Regions from separate parts of the Mus musculus genome. Here region 1 is linked to region 2. The links are chromatin contacts, called in public HiChIP or PLAC-seq maps. All regions are on one chromosome and are shown on one strand. Each heading gives the region's core, a stretch centred on a gene start, on an enhancer-like site or on the middle of the called end of the contact. The rest is flanking DNA. Distances are from core to core; before and after follow the strand shown. Region 1 overlaps Wnt7b (wingless-type MMTV integration site family, member 7B). Region 2 has its middle 22 kb from the start of 7530416G11Rik.

The links. HiChIP or PLAC-seq counts read pairs in DNA pulled down with a chosen protein or histone mark.
Region 1: a FOXA1 HiChIP or PLAC-seq map of pancreatic cancer cells shows a contact between it and region 2. The contact joins two enhancer-like sites. A contact is called at or near these places in 23 of 39 promoter capture datasets (the 3T3-L1 cell line, 3T3-L1-derived adipocytes, the HPC-7 cell line and 13 more), 1 of 15 datasets of contacts at CTCF or cohesin (the NIH/3T3 cell line), 38 of 484 Hi-C or Micro-C datasets (the 63-12 cell line, the C2C12 cell line, the CH12 cell line and 30 more), 18 of 115 datasets of contacts at active chromatin or transcription factors (astrocytes, craniofacial prominence, embryonic brain and 12 more) and 3 of 9 other capture datasets (adipose tissue, embryonic tail and pancreatic islet).

The regions. Positions count from the first base shown.
Region 1 is chr15:85,568,385-85,572,653 of GRCm38.p6, forward strand. All of the region lies in intron 1 of Wnt7b (wingless-type MMTV integration site family, member 7B), which reads right to left. Among named protein-coding and RNA genes, the nearest start is that of AU022754, 11 kb to the right of the region's middle. Within about 2 kb of position 1,492, at least 51 of the 459 cell types and tissues checked have an H3K27ac peak or open chromatin away from gene starts, as enhancers often do. A contact at or near this core is called in brain and pancreatic cancer cells, where this site is marked.
Region 2 is chr15:85,478,988-85,483,649 of GRCm38.p6, forward strand. No RefSeq gene overlaps it. Among named protein-coding and RNA genes, the nearest start is that of 7530416G11Rik, 22 kb to the right of the region's middle. Within about 2 kb of position 1,879, at least 45 of the 459 cell types and tissues checked have an H3K27ac peak or open chromatin away from gene starts, as enhancers often do. A contact at or near this core is called in brain and pancreatic cancer cells, where this site is marked.

The sequences.
Region 1 (4,269 bases), core at 242-2,741, 89 kb after region 2:
CTGACCCATCTGGGCCTTAGTCTACCCATCTGTCAGTAGTGGGGGACAGAGTCTGCCCATGGTTGGCAGTCCCTCCCCTCCAGCTTGGGCCCCACTTGCTCCTATCTTTCCAAGCCACTGCTCCCCTCAGCTGCTCCTGGTGTTCCCAGGCAAGAGAGTAGAGATTCTGCTAAGGGCTTTCCCACCCTTCCACATAGCTAACATTCCAGCCAGGCATCCCAGGACCCCACCCTGGAGAGAAAGAAGGCAGTCTGGGAGAAGCGGGGTGGTGAGCAGGAAGCCTGTGTAGGTTGGGGTGGTTGAAGATGGGAAAGCCACGCCCACCCAGTGGCACATGGCGACATGGGCAAAGAGCTTAAGGGGGCTAATGGGTTCACTGAGTCCTCATGGGGGTCACTGTCATTTCACTGACTGACCTCTGACTTCAGAAACTTCAGGGCCTTTCCTGGCACGCAGGGCCCAACATAACATACCAAGTCCTGGCCTTAATGGATCAGGTCTTTGCCCTCAGAAGGGTACCCTGTCTCTCCAGCAGTCAGATGGGACTCCTGGGTCCACTGTGCCTCCACCTCCAAGAAGCCTGTCTGACCCTGCTCAGTTCTCACTTTGAAAACACCGTGTGTGTGTGTGTGTGTGTGTGTGTGTGTGTGTGTGTGTGTGTGTGCCAGGCCCAGCACAGAGGCTGAGGTGGCTCCCCTGGCCCATACTCTTTGCTTCCTACAGTACAAATGGAGACAGCCACATTCAGAGATGCCAGGGCCCCCCCGAGGCTGTGAGGCTGGCTGAAGCCCAACTGGTGCTGAGACCCCCCCATAAGCCCAGCATGGCACTTGCTTTAAAACCTATGTGATACAAGGTGCCCTGAAGGCATGGCTGGCCAAGACACCAACCTGAGACATAGGGACAGAAGGACAGGTGGGTGTAAACGGTGGGAGGGAGTTGGCAGGCCCCACTGGCCTACCGCCAGTTTGGGAGTCTAAACACTGGATGGCTGAGCCAGCACTTCCTGGGATACTGAGTATGTTCTGAGCTGTGAGTCTGGGGACCAAGTCCCACACATGGAGGACAGCAAGTCACCATCTCTCTACAGACAGACCTCAAGGCAGGGCTGAGTTCTTATGCAGAATCAGGTGGGAGACAGAGCCTAGAGAGGGTGGGGCCTGCCTGACCACACAGCAAGCACCCAGGGCAGTGTGAGCCTCAGCCAGGAGCCTGCCCATTCCTGACATCTTTTGTCATCACAGCTGGGGCCTGTCTGAGTCAGAAGCCCCCTGGGGACTGTACCATGATCCCTCACCTTAGGATGTTCCCCATGACCTTGATGGCTTCCCCAGTCAGCAGCCTCAGAATGAATGCCCTGGGAAGGGGGCCACTCAATCCCAGTGGCTAGCCTGGCTAGCAGCCCATTATTCCCATTTTCCAGAGGATGCTCAAAGAAGGGCTGTGTTTGGTCCAAGGCTGAATAGTAGCTTGGCAGCAATAAAACCAAAGGCTTTGTCTCTGCCTCCTTGATACCTTCCCGCTGCAGCTGTGGCTACCCTGTTCCTTCCTGCTACAGGAGTCCCCGCATTGGAAGGCACAGGCGAAGAGGGGTCTGGCCTTGTAGCCCTGACTACACACCCTGTCCCATTGCTCTGTCTGTGTGTGTGTGGGGGGGGGGGAGGTGTCCAGAAAGCATCACTGACCTACAAGCCGCCAACCTATGTTGCCTCTGGAGCAGGGCTATCACACACACACACAAAAGGACTTCCCTCAGGTGGAGTCATTGTCACATACTCTACCACAACCATGCCAGGAAGGAAACGCAGAACCTCAGGCATGGCCGCCACAGGCGCCACAGCCTGAAGGGAAGGAAGCTGTCCAGCTCTATCTATCCTGTACCTCACCCTCTGCAAGAGGACAGACATCTAAGCACTATTCTTCCTGAGCATTTTCAGGGCTGTGTCCCTGGAGTCCCTCATGCTATGCATCTCTGTCCCAGAGCTGTGACAGGGTAAATAGCAGCTAGAATTGTGAGCCCCTGGCAAGCACTCTCTCTACACCACCTGCCTGCCCAACCAACCTCAGGCTCGCTCATTTTGCACAGTGCTTTGGCCATGGTACATTCAAGCCCATCCAAAGGTTCAAAAGGTCACCCCGAGAAGCTGGCAGGCTTAATCTGGTGCTCCACCCTGTGGCAGGGTCACCAAAGGGAATGTCAGCCCTGCTTGGTCCACAAGAAGGCCACTCCAGCACTCCGGTCTACTGGAACATTACGGTGGCTTAGATTCATCCTTTCCCCACAGGCCAACCTGGTCTACCTGACCACAGAAACACAGAGATAGCAGGTTGACAAATCTGGCTCCTGGGGAGGGTCAGCTCTTGGAAAGTCCCAGCACTTCCTGCTAGAGGTGAACCTCCCAGAAGGTGTTCAGACTCAGCCCAGCCCTCAGTCTCTGCCTCAACCTCAGACTGATAGAGGTGACTTCTGAAGCATCTCGGGTCACCCTACTCCGGAAAACCTTCCCTGGGTCATCCTTACTAACAGGAGGTCAGGGTCTCCGCTATGGGAGCTGCAGGGTTCTGTGTGAACTTGGAAGAAGGTGGGCAGGAAAGGCTGAGGTAAATTAAAGGAGTGTGAAGAGTCAAGTGAACGCAGTAGGAATTGCCAGAAGGGCTCTAGAGCCACGCCCAGATGGAAAACCAAGATCTCAAGTAGCCAAGGATACCTCAAGTCCATGCCCAGCCGCACCCAAGAGTATATCATGACGAACACACTGAACCTCCATACAGGTCACAAGGTGGCTGGCCAGACCTACCTACCTACCTATCTACCTACCTTTCTCCCTGTTAAAGCTGGCCTCAGAGCTGTTAGAGCAGTGCCAAGCCAGGCAGCGACATCTACATCCTACAAGAGCATCACATCTCTATCCCCAGAACTAAAGCAAAAACTAGCACCCAAGCTGTAGAGGAAGCCTGTGCTCAGGGCCTGGGATCTCCTGGTCCATGGACCAATTGCAACCTACTGCCCTAGTTGGGTTCTCAACCCTTATAAACTGTACCGAATGTGAGAGAGGCAACCGTATTAGTTAGAGGCTGGGAGGCACCATGAACCTCAGAGCCCTACAGACCTGGGTTCAAATCCAGTCTCAGACACTCTGACCTTGGACACACCTAGCCCTGGTCTCCCCACCCTCAGGGTCCTATGCTAAGGTGGCTTGGTTTAGCCCCTGTGACAGCAGCCAGGGAGGAAAGAGACTCAACAGTAGACTCCAGACAGGCTGTGCATACCAGGTTCACAAGACAGGTCTTTCTGGAAATGTGAACCCTGGGGCCTATGTTCCTAGTCAGGAGCCAACAAGACAGCTGGTCTATTCTCATTCTAAAGATGTTGAAACGGGCCTCAGTATGAAACCCAGGTTGGCTTTGAACCCATGATCTTCCTGCCTCAGCCTTGAGTGCTAGGGTAACAGGTGTGCAACACAAAATACCCAACCAGGGCTTTTAAAGTCTGCTTTACACCCAATGGCCTCCTGCTGGGGGTAATCTGAAATCCTGCCTGTCTTCTTCCTTCTAAGGAGTGGGCCACACATCACTACTTAGGTTTGCTTGGTGGGACTTTTGAACACAAAGAGAGGGCGGATCGGAAAGCGCTATGGGAAAAGGTTCTGCCCAGTGATGGAAGTCATTGGTATCAACTGATGGGACTTCTGGCTTTTCCTCCAGCCATGCTCCAGTCCTTGGAAGGCTTCACAACATATAAGTGTAGCTAGTTTGTTGTTGTTGTTTATTTGTTTGTATGTTTATGGCAATTTGAGGCAGGCTAGGGTCATCTAGGAAAAGGGAGTCTTTATTGAGAAAATGCCTCCATAAGACTGGCCTGTGGGCAAGTTTGTGGGAGCATTGCCTTGATTAAGGATTGATAAGGGTGGTTTCCATCCCGCTGTGGGTGGTGCCATCCCTGGGCTGGTGGTCCTGGGTGCTATAAGAAAGCAGGCTGAGCAAGCCATGAGGAGCAAGCAAGCCAGTAAGCAGCACTCCTCCATGGCTGCTGCTTCCATTCCTGAGAACAGGTTCTTGTCTTGGTTTACCGCAATGGACTGGTCTGGGATATGTAACTCTAATAAACCCTTTTCTCTCTAAGTTACTTTTGGTGATGGTGTTCATCACAGCCATATAAAAGCTGACTAAGATGGGTGCCATGGCCACTTAGGAGGGATACAGCCCTATACCATCTTCTGCCCCCAGTGTCAGCCATGGTTATTGCACATCTGCACCAATATACACACC
Region 2 (4,662 bases), core at 629-3,128:
AGACAAGTTCCATGGCTTGTTCATCTTTAGCCATGGACACAGAGGCAGTCATCACTGAGGGGAACAACAGGCCCTGGTCACATAGGGCTGGGCTTCTGTATCTACCAACTCTATGACCATGGCCAGTAATGGATTCTTTTCATCTTGCCGTTCTGCATAGCAGAGGCAATTGCACCTATTAACGAAGTGTTGCCTGCACTGCTCACGGCATGTGCTAACACAAACTAGATGCTCCCTGGATGGTCATTCCAAGATGGCAGTCCCCAGTGATTCTATCCCCTCCCCAATTCCAGAGCTCACAGCCACTGCTTCAAACAACCTTTCTCCTTTTGGGCCCTCCTCTATGGTTAGAGCTACAGGAGTGGACTGAGCTCTGGTGAGCCTTAGTTTCCATGACTGTAAAATGGGCCTGACACCTCAGCACAGCGACCACACAAGGCTTGTGGCTTGGCATGACTGCAGAGGCCGCTGCCAGGCAGGCAATCTTCGCCAAGAGCCGGATTCCTCCAGGCCCGGCCCAGCTGGCGTTCTCTCCAGTTTCATTGCGTTGGGTTGCAGGGCGATGCAGCCATTGATAATGGTGTAATTGGGGTGACTTGGGTATTTTCCTGATGATGATTCATACTTGGTAAGTCCACATTCCACTGCCATCAAGCGCAGAAGACGGTTAAATAACCTCGTCAGGTATTCAGGTTTCACAACTCCAGTGTCTGAATGTGAGGTCCTTGAGTTACCCAGAGACTCCACACCTCAGTTGTTTACGGGGGGGGGGGGGGGACCTTTTGTTCCCAGAGTCCTACACAGCTGGGGTTTTCTGCAAGGCATTTAGCTGGCACTGGGAGGGTTTCCAGCTACAGTCTCTTCCCAGCCGTTAATAACCTGCAAATGATAAACCTATTCCGAAGCCAGGTTGGACCTCCAGCTTCTCACCTTCCTTGGCTTCCCCTCTCTGTCCTTCCAATTGCTTCTCCTTCTCTGCGTTTCTGAACTTCCTGTTCAGAACTCTTCCCCTCCCCTTGTGGTCTCCCACCCCACCGGTCCCCACCCTCCCCCGTCCCTCTGTGCCCCTCTCCCCTGAGGCCTCTACCTTCAGGTTCTCTTTCTCCCTGGTTTGTGCTCCAGGCACACCCACCTCCTACTCTCCACAGACCAGACCAGCTCGGCACTGGAATGAGGTAGGGACATGGGTGGGTCCTAGAGGAGCCTGTCCCAACCCACTGCCTAAGACAGGGTGTACTGAGCAGTTACGAATTTTCCATTTGTCTTTCAAGGTCTGAACTCTGGGGAGCTTGCATGGGGTCAGAAACTGCACTTTCCTCTGGCTGAGGTGGACAGGCGTACAGTCTCACTGAGGCAAGACAGCAAGTAGGTACAGGACAGGAATAGCTTGCCCACAGTAGGGCTCCTCACATCAGGACTCTGCCTCCTTTTCATGTGTAAGGTGGTCCTGGGCCTGAATCCCAGCCTGGCCAGAGGTGCTCACTGCTGGTCCAGTGTGAGCCAGACCTGACTTGACAAGCAGGGTCCTGGCTTTCCAGGAGGACAAACATAAGAACACTGGCTGCATTGGAAAATAAAGGAGGGGGTGCTAGTGGAGTGGAGGAGCCAGGCAGTGGAGGAAGGAGTGGACCCACTCCTAGCTGCGTGGCCTGAGGAAGTTCTTCCTCTCCAGTGGCAACACTACAATGATGTGAAGGGTCTCTTGTGGCAAGCACTGAGCTGCCTGGCCTGCACCTACTCTGAACTAAAAAGGCCTTAGGAGCAAGCCCCAGATCAGGCAGGTTGGCAGCCTCTGGGCTCCCAGCTAGAGGAGCCATATAGCCAGAGGTGATCCTGCACTGCCCTCTGGGGGATGGCCTGGAGGGAGGAGGAGGAGGCAGCAGCCACCTGCTTCCCACACAGCCTGCCTGCTTTCTGGCTGCTGCTACCTTGGAGGTTTTTCTCACCCTCTGGGAGGTGCGCTCACAGCCACCTCAGCTCCTGGCTCAAGCACCACCCCAGCTGAGGGCGGGAGACAAAGCTTCCCAGCCCATTCCAGGGTTTTGCCTGCCTGCACTTTTAACCCCAGCAACCTAGGGCTAAGGGGGGGGGGGGCTCCCGCTATTGTCATAACAATGGAGACAGCTAAGAGAGAGAGAGAGAGAGAGAGAGAGAGAGAGAGAGAGAGAGAGAGAGAGACCCTTGTTAGGCCATCCCTTTGCTAAAGCTGCAGTGTGAACATGCCATTACAGGTAACCCCCTGCTAAAGCTGCAGTGTGAACATGCCATTACAGGTAACCCCCTGCCTCCTGCACCTTTCCCTCAGGCCAGGTGTCATTTCCATCACACTTAACTTTCCATCGCCTCGTGTGCACGCTCTTAGCACCCACGCCCCATCTCCGTGTGGAGTTCTCAGCTGGCACAGTCCCAACCCTAGTTTAATGCAAACCCTCCCCCCGCAACACTCCCCCCCCCCCGTCCACTCCCTGATACAGTGTGGTGATGCAGGTGTGACTGTGGCCTCACCAACCTCAGTGTCTCTTCTCCACCTGCAGCCATTTAACCCATTCCCATCGACAGTTATCTGCCAGCTCAGGGCCTTCCTGCTTCTATAGACACCAACCTCCGGAAGTTACTTCCCCTCCCCCAGCCCCCAGGATCACTCTCAGGTCATCTCAATTTATGATGCTATGGAGACTCCTGGCCTATACCCACCACCCAGTCCCTGTGATACCTTCCTTTGTAAAAGCTCCTTTGTAGAGCACACCTCTCCTGAAGCACCATGTCTTAGTCCCTTGCTCCCTAGAAAGACGCCCCCCACCCAAGTAGTATCTATTTGCATCTCCATCCCTTCCCCTGCCTTAAGCCTTTGACTACCCCAAAGGTCTGCCTGGTTGCTCCAGCTCTGCAGTCCTTTAGACCACTTCCACCTCAACTGCTGCTGGCCCCCCATAGCTGCTTCTTCGGGGGTTCCTCCACCTGGCCTTCTCCACTCTTAATAGATCTACTGTTCTCCAGGGCTAGCTGACTTGGCTTTTCCTTGTCTCCATGGACTCTTCAGCTCCAAGCACTAATGTTGCCAGCTGAATACTGCGCTGGGCTTGAATTCCTACACCTAGCTTCCTCCTGGGGTGTTTCCCACGGAAAGGTGCCAGCAGCCACACAGTTCCAGGCCCAGACTCATCCCTACCCAGCCTTCCCAGTTCAGAGAGTAACTGGCCACTCCATTCTGCCAGACGTTGGCTCAGAATCTCCACAGCTATCCTACCTCTCCTCTCCTCCACTCCTCTTCCTCCTTCCTCCTGCCCCTCCCACCTTCCCCACATGGAATCTGTCAGCAAGGCTTGGGGCACCACTCTAGGTCTGTTGCCACTTCTCCTTCCCTCCCTGACTGGCTAGGTTACCTGACTGCCTTTGCTCTCAGAGACTGTGCCAGATTTGGACCTCTCCTGGCTCCCTGCCTCCAGTGTGGTCACTACATCTCTACCCGCTTAAGCCTAAGTCACCCGTGAAATGCCCCATAGTCTCATCTTGCTTAGAGCAGGCAGGGATGCTGATGGCCCTGGGTGGCTCTGGCTTCTTCACAGTAGCAATCTGGTCACTGCTGCCCGAATACTCCCGAGTCCAGGTTCTCCTGGGCCTCAGTACCTCTGTTTGTCCCCCTTGCCTGAACACTCATCTCTTGTACCCTCTGGCTCACTCCCTGGAGAGCTTCTTGGTTTCACCCAAGTGTCACCTCAGGGAAACAGCAGGTGCAACTCCCTCCCTGTAGTGGGCCCTTCCTGTCCCTCTCTGTGATCTCTACTGTCACTACCCTTGCAACATCTAGGCAATGTACCATCTGGCTCACGAGGGCAAGTACTGCTGCGGCCAACCTCTCCTGTGTGTTCCGCCGGCCCTTTAGCCCTTCCAGAAGCCCTACCGGGGAGGTCCGAAGGCAGGTTCTCTCAGTCCCAGAGCATCTTTAGCCATCGAAGAGTTTTAACTCACTGTTTAATGCGGGGCGAGCGGGTGGTCCTGACCCCATGCCCTGGCCTGTCAGAGGGTCAGCATCAAAGCTGGATTAGTACTCCTGCTTAACCCCAGCTGCCACATTCTTGTGACAGTTGTAAAACTGGAAAGATTGGCAGTGCCTCTCTCACACCTTGCATGCCTTGTGCTCCCATGCACATTGATGCTGTACCAGTTGGGGAACAAGATTCCTCCACGTTTCCAAGGACTGACCACAGCCAACCCCAGTCTGAAGCCCTGCAGGGCCTTCCTGAGGACATCACTGGCTTGAGTCTATTCATATATGGGTTTGAGTATATGAAACGCAGCTGAGTTTGCGGCACCTAATTTCTTGGGCGACATGATTTCTATATAGAATGTGTGACCGTGGTGAGGGAGAAGCCCACACAGCTTGGCTTCCCCAGCCTCAACAACTGCATCCCCTAGGTATGAAGGGCAGACATGCCCCTACTGATCACTGTGTAGCCAAGACAAGGTAACAGCTGGGAAATGCCACAGCAAAGGTGGCTCTGGGGTGTGTGTGTGTGGTGGCACAGCTGCTGTGACAGTAATCCCAGGTCCCACTTGACAAGGCTCACATGACACTCAGACCCTCTACCTGCTCACTGCTGCAGCCCCCTCATCTGGTTGCCCATCCTCAGCTCCTCCCCCCGCCCCCGACCTGCCATACCA